Regions from separate parts of the Delphinus delphis genome. Here region 2 is linked to region 1. The links are chromatin contacts, called in public Hi-C maps. All regions are on one chromosome and are shown on one strand. Each heading gives the region's core, a stretch centred on a gene start, on an enhancer-like site or on the middle of the called end of the contact. The rest is flanking DNA. Distances are from core to core; before and after follow the strand shown.

Region 1 (3,597 bases), core at 307-2,806:
TGAGGGGAAGAGAACGTGGTTACCAGCAGCATCTATGCACAAAAAAGGCACGGGACTTTTGCCCCAAAAGCCTCGAGACCCCACGTACACGACACTCCTTGGCTCGCACACGGTCAACGCCTGGCCGGAAACGCCAGGCCCAACGCGGACGCTGCTGCACACTGAGCTCCCTCACAAAACGGGCTGTCCAGATACGAGACTGCCCGAGCAAGCGCAGGCAATTCTGCTCCACGGACTGGTGCCCGAATACAGTATTCTGCAGTGCAACACATGCTATCAAAAATACCCCAAGTAACAGTATTCAAGAAGAGGTTTGGTCTCCATCATCACTAGTAAGCACCATGTGCAGAAAAAACGGGAAGCCTCGCTAAGCTTGAGAACAGGGAACCACCAAACCCCAGGGACGAAAACCAAGAACCAGCACGTTCCAAATCGTTCCCAATATGCTTGCACCTCACTAATCCACAACCTCCAAGTGTCGCCGGCACAAACACGGCCCTATAACCCCACCGATACACTCTTTTCCGGTCCCTCCAGCAGCTGCACTGGCGGCATTACAGCTTTACCGATGTTACTACGCAACTGTGGAGGTCAGCGAACTAAAGGAAGCCCATCGGAGTGTTCGTATTCTGGGCCGGGCACAGCTTTAGCTAACTGGTTACCTTTACTAAGGCCTAGACACATCGAAAAAGCTTGCTTCCCCTCATATACACATCTTTCATCCTTCAGGCCTGCCAAGGTGTAACTGCGAAACAGAGTGAAATGATTTTATCGTTACCGTATTTCTCCAAGTTGGCTCTCCCAGAAACCTAATCTGTCTAGGTATTAACCTCTGAGCATTACGCTTTAACCCCTGTAAGCCTTAAACAGGGTCCACGGAATACAGACGAGCTTTTGAAGAAATGCGTAATTTCTAGACCACACAGCATCCAGACGACTAGACTGACCCCAGGGACAACCAGACCGCCATCTCGGGAGCCCCCATCAGCAAGGCATAGACGACCGCAGGGGTACTCACACTCCGTGGATGCGCTTGTGAATGTTGATGGTGTATTCTCTGGTCACCACCTCGTTGATGGCGGACCGGCCCTTCTTCTTCTCGCCGCCCTTCTTTGCGGGAGCCATCTAAGCCCAGGCAACAACGAGGCTCAGAGCGAGTGGGACAAACCCAAGCCAAGTCCTCCCTCCCGGCCCGGCCTCACGCAGCCGCCCTCGGAGCGGGTCCGGCGAGGCCCCTGAAGCCCCAGGTCTGGACAAAGCCAAGCCGGCCACCCCGCGCAGCCCAAGCATCCGCGCCCCTTAGGTGCCCCCGCCCCGGAAACCCCTGCGGCCCGGGTTCTCCTAAGGTTGGCCACTCTCTCTCCCAGTCTCCGGGAGCCCTTAAATGCAGGGCAGATTCCCGTGCCGTCGGAACGCGGGGCCCCGTGCCGGGTCAAGAGAGAGCCCGCTGTCCTAGTCGACACAATCCGGGGCGAGGATGCCGCCGGATTCCTGCAGCCGGCACCGAGCGCACATACTCACCTTGCTCGTCCGGGGTTAGAAAGGAAGGCCGGGAGGGATTGTGGGAGAAGGAAAGCAGGGTCGCAAATACAACTTCCGGGTCACCTGGAGGCGGGTGGAGGGGGCGGGTGAGAGGAGGGAAGAGGCGAGGCTGTGACGTAAGCGGCGCGCGCCGGGAGGGAAAATCTAGAGGGCCTCGGGCGCGGGACCTGGAGAGTCGCGCTCTCTGCGCCAGCTTCCTGCCGCGCGACCCCGCCTCCTGCGCGCGAACGAGTGTGGGAGGGACTTGCGTCTCCGGTCTTACTCTTGAGAGGAAACCGGACCTTGGTCCCCAGGTGGAGGAGGGCGTGGCGGGGAGGAAAGTCGCTCTTCTGTTATTCCCACTCGCTCAGTGATTCGGCCAGCGGTGTCTGACCCTGTGTTCCCGGCTGGAGGCCCGGAGATGACTGACGCGGCTGCCGCCCTGGAGGGGCTCCGGTCGGGCAGAGCGGGCTCGCGAGAAGGGCGTCCTCGCTGCCCGGCCCGGGGAGCCTCTCGGGGTTGGGTGGGGGGCCGCGATCAGCCGCAGTGGGACCTGGGCTAGGGGCGAGGAGGGGGGTAGAGCAGAGGCCTGCACAAGAAGTGTTTCGAAATCAAAATCGCCAGTTTGTAACTGACTATATGAAGTGTCAATTTAGGAGACTGTTAGTAGTTGACAAAATCACCTTAGAAAGGGAGAGTAAAATACTATACAAGCTATTACATTGGAGAAATCAATATGATTTCATGACCTTAAAGAAATACCTGTTTTTCGCTCGATCACAACAAAATGGCCCAATAATAGCAATAGAAGCAGCACTTTTATCCAACACCTGATGTAAGATACGTACCTTGAGAATGAAAAGGGAGGAACCTGACGCCAGGAGGTCGGGTGTGAGTTGACAGACTACAGAGCCAAGTCCCGCGTCCCCAGGCCAAACCCACGGGTTCACAACTCTGGACCTTCAGTCTGCCGATCAGAAATTGCGTTCTCTTTTGGAGGGGGCGAGGGCATGATAAGATCCTTAAACCTAGGGAGGTGTAAAAACTTTACTGGGTGAGTTATTGAAACCCTAGAACGGTATGTTAAAACTGGAGCGCTGAGAAGGTGTGAGAATGAGCATGTTGTAAAATACAGACGCGTTAAATCTGTGATATTCACATTTTGCAACCAGTTTAGATGTAAAGATATATATATATATAGTTATATTTTGTGGATCCTTTTAGAACTTTTAAGAAAGCTTCTGTATCAGACTTGAGATTTTAATTCTTACAAGGGTTATTTGTAATCTCTTTTCATAATTGGGGAAATTTTGGGGGTAAATTCCTAAATATTGACTCATTTGTTGTTTAAGCAGCATGTGATTAATAAGGGAAATGTTGACTATTTAATGGTTAAAAGAATGCTAATCGATAAATGTATAAGATTAGTCAGTTGGACATTAAATGACTTACAGTTAGTGGTGACTATCTTTCCACGTACAAAATCCCCTCTGACAGAAAGGAATTTACCAGCATGGAGGATAAAGTTTTTCAGTTTATATCGATGGGTGGGGTCGTGGCTCCACTGAAAGAGGTGGGGACTTCGGGAGGGGCAGATGGTTTTAAAGGAAGTTGAGTCACATACTGAATTAAATTCAGGACCTTTTAAGTGTGTATAAAGTGGTAACCCAATATTGGAGTATATATTTTAAGGCCTGTATTATTTCAGTGAATGTGCTGATGGGTTACCCTGCTTCTCCCATAACTGGACATTGGCTGGTTAGGGAATAATCCTAAAGGAAATTTTTTTTTCTTTCTGATGAGCTTTTTTCACCCGGAAAAATAAAGCTGCTTCACAGATACCATAAGGCTGTATATTTCAGCTATTTCGTCAACCATGTTATGCATACAGAAGTATGCTGTCGTTTGTACGATCGCACATAGGCATTGTATGAAATTCATACGTCTGTGTCCAAAAAGCCACATATGTCATGTCTCTGGAGGATCCAAATTAGTTATTTGTCTAGGTTATTAAGGGATGACTTTAAAACCTTCAGGCTTCACATAAAGTGAAGAGAGAAACTGAAGCAATTTTCT
Region 2 (3,597 bases), core at 401-2,900, 380 kb after region 1:
CTCACAAGCCTGGGACAGCCACAGCGCCAGGCTGGAACAAGTCAAATTCACCAGGATCAAATGTCAGAAGGATAAATGTCGAAGTGGGCTCTTAGCTCCAGAACCCAGCGGCCCAAACCCTGGTTTGGCACTGCTTGGCAGGAACACTGCTAACGGACCCGGTCTGGAATATGAAACCAGGGAGTTGTGGAAAGGGCACAGGGATAACCAGGCCTCAGCCCCAGCTCCTTGTCCCAGTCTTGCTGAAATATGTCAAAAGAAAAACTAGGGGCTTCCCTGGTGGCGCAGTGGTTGAGAGTCCACCTGCCAGTGTAGGGGACACGGGTTCGTGCCCCGGTCCGGGAAGATCCCACATGCCGCGGAGCGGCTGGGCCCGTGAGCCATGGCCACTGAGCCTGCGCGTCTGGAGCCTGTGCTCCGCAACGGGAGAGGCCACAACAGTGAGAGGCCCGCGTAAAGCAAAAAAAAAGAAAAAAAAAAAAAATACGAACAGAATCCTTTCCACAGGGTGGTCAGGAAGGAGGCGATGTTTTTAAGCCGAGACCTGAAGGACAGAGGATGCAAAGGAGGCCAGGGCAGCCCTGAGTTTCCTCTTCACCAGACGCGCTGGATTCGGAGATGATCGTCCTCTCCAGCCCCTAATCAAACCCATACTAACTCCATCTCCCTTTTGCCGCTGAGTCAGAGATGAGTCCCTCAGGATTCCTGACCACAGCGAGATCCGGGAGGCAGCAGAATGACTCTGGCGAAGGGTCCTTCAACAGTGACCAAATTGAGTTGTCAGAGATTTTCTCATAAAAGCATCCATTTCCACGGTGTCATTTTTTCCCACTTTTCCGTAGGTTTTAGTCAAATTCCATTAGCAAATTCCTGATACAATGAAAGAACAAAACTGGGGGATGTGGTTTTATCCATTTTAAGATGGAAAGTAACTGGGCTGCGGGACCCTCGGGCTGAGCTCTGGAAGCCAGGGAGTCCAGAGGGGGCGCACCTCTCCACCTGAACACCAACGTTGCGGGGAGGGTGTAATAACCCCTCACCCTGCTCTAGGTGGAGTCAGAACACGGGTTGTGTTATGGGACACCCCACCCCCCAGGCGGGACCCTCCACTCGTGCAAGCCTCAGCTTCCATCCGCGAAGGGGTCCACAACACACCTGCTCAGGTGCTCGCTAAGAGAGTTAACAAGTAGGAAGTAACTCTCAGTTAAGACCCGGAGAGGCCTTCACAGGCCGCACGGGAGACGAGCTCAAGGAGAGGCAGCCCCCAGGGCTGAGATTCCAGAGTGGGACACACGGCGTGGCGACGCCCAGCCCGCGGACCCGCGGGACCACGCCCGCCCGTCCGCACCGCGCCTGCGCCGGCCTAGCCGCGCGTGGCCTCCCCGTGCCTGCGGGGCCCGGCGCTTCCCACAGGTCTGGCAAGGACAGCCCGCCGCCGGCGCAGACCCAGCGGGACGAACGAACGGCCGCAGCCTCCAGACGTCGCGCCCCCCGGCTTGCTCACCTGCATTTTCTCACAACTCCCTCGAGCCCGGCCAGCGACGGCCTAACCACCCCTCAGCTCTCTTCCGCGCACGCGCGCAGCCGCCGCCCCATTCTTCTCCCAGCCCGGCCTTCGCCCCGCCCCCCGGGAGCGAGCTGGGCGGAGCCAGCGGGAAGCGAACTCTCTCCTCTGAGCCTGCGCCCGCTTCTCAACAGACTGGCGCGAAAGTGTGCGCGTGCGCGAGGCAGGACGCGCCTACAAGTGCGACTCTGAGCCAATCCCCGGGCGCTACCTAATTAGGGCAGGTCTTCGGCCTCCGAGCCCTGAGGCCGAGGTGCAGTCCGCTGCGGGACCGGGGGGCCTTCCGCCGCGGGACGAAGGTGTCTGAGGTCTCTGCCCAAGAAGTTAGAATTAGAAACGCGTTTCAGTGATTCAGTGTTACAACTAAAAATGATGCAGGGTTACCTAAAACAGAAAGGTGAAAGTCTCTTCACCTGGTTAAGCCTCAGGCGTTTTATATTTGCAGAAGTGCTTAGCCCTTTGCGGGGCACACTGGAGATACCGAGTAGAACTCAGCAAACTGAATTGTAAGATACAGGGGCTGGGCCCCAGGCTTCTGTGTATGCAGCACTTGGAATTTGAGTTAAATGAAAGCAATACTCCTCCCTGCACATCTGAGCTAGGTGGCCGCCTCCTGGCAGCTTAAGCAGACACAGGTAACACAGACCCACACATCTATAGGGTAGGCTAGGACTCAACTTGGACTCTCAACTTTGGCTACATTAGAACCACCTGGGAGCCTTCCAAAAACTGCAGCTACCCTGGGGCTCCATCCCCAAATTAAATCTCTAGCAATGGGACCTGGAACTGATTATTTTCTTAAAGATCCTCAGGTGTTGCTAATATACACAACCATTGATATAAAGTGAATCAAATGACTGCTTGAAGGCAAGGAGCTTTGATTTAATCATTTATAAGAATTCTTAAGATTAGCTAACTCCTTCCCACAGAATTATAGGTCACTTAAAACATGTGGTTATTCATTTATTTGGCAGCAAACTGAATGAATTTTCCTGGTTTCATCAGAAAAGTCAGGACCCAGGCTAGTTTAGAGTGGGTTTGGCCCAGTGCTAAGCTTAGTGTCCTCCACAGCACTAGAGGGAGCGCTGTTTTACCCTTTTCTGTTTCCAAGCCGTGTTACTTCCGGTGGCCGACACTCACCTCCACCCCCACCCCGTGATCCCTCTCTCCAGAGGAGATTAACAAGCCAAAGGCTCGAACTCTACTGCCTTCTCGTCTCTCAGAGAAAGGTGCCTCTCCCACTTTGGTCAAAGACTCTATCCTCCCGTGCTCCAGACTGCCGTCCCTCCCACCTCCCCAGAAACTTCTGTCCATCATTCCATCACTCTTAGCTCTGAAGAAAATAATTAAGGCTCAGGAGAAAAAATTGGAACTGTAAGAATGGAAAAAGAAAAGAATTGGAAAAAAAGATTTCTATCTGTGGGTGATATGATATGATAGCATACTTGGAAAACCCTGGGAGTATCAAGTCTTAAATTCATACTAACAATCTGAGAATTCGGTATTGGAGCAGGATAGTAAATTAACATACAAAAATCACCTTAGTCTGTATTTATAATAACAAACTAGAAGATAAAATGGACCCTAATTACAGTAACACCAGAAAAGAAAAATAAGCACCTAGGAATAAACTCAAGAAGTACACAAAAACCTACGTGAGAAAATTATAAAACATTCCTGAAGATAACGAAAGTAGACTTGAATGAATGGAAAGAAATCCCTCATTTTTGGGTGGAATAACTCAACATCACAGAGATGTCAATTTTCTCCAAGTCAAAGTGTAAAATTTAACACAATCTCACTTTAAAAACCTAACAAATTACTTTCTGAGGGTAGACAGGTTGATTCTAAAGATTTTATGATAAAATAAACAGTAAGAATGGGAGACTGAGGGGACAGCTAGCCCAACTAGATATTAAAACAATGTGGTATTGATGCAGGAATAGACAAATAGATCAATGGAGCAGGAAGTTCAGAACAAGTCTGAAAATAGAGCCAAGTGCATACAAACATTACTGTTTGCTTCAGATGGC

The links. Hi-C and Micro-C count contacts between places; a contact is called where the count stands out from the background.
Region 2: a Hi-C map of lung shows a contact between it and region 1, with 4 times the contacts expected there. The contact joins the promoter of PDCL3 here to the promoter of RPL31 in region 1. A contact is called at or near these places in 3 of 3 Hi-C or Micro-C datasets (lung and muscle).

What each region holds. Positions count from the first base shown.
Region 1 is chr12:7,200,378-7,203,974 of mDelDel1.2, forward strand. It overlaps RPL31 (ribosomal protein L31), which reads right to left and starts at 1,557. Exons shown (of 5, transcript XM_060027270.1): 1 at 1,522-1,557; 2 at 1,019-1,125. The coding sequence starts at 1,125.
Region 2 is chr12:7,577,694-7,581,290 of mDelDel1.2, forward strand. PDCL3 (phosducin like 3) reads right to left here and starts at 1,651. Exons shown (of 6, transcript XM_060027273.1): 1 at 1,505-1,651. The coding sequence starts at 1,510.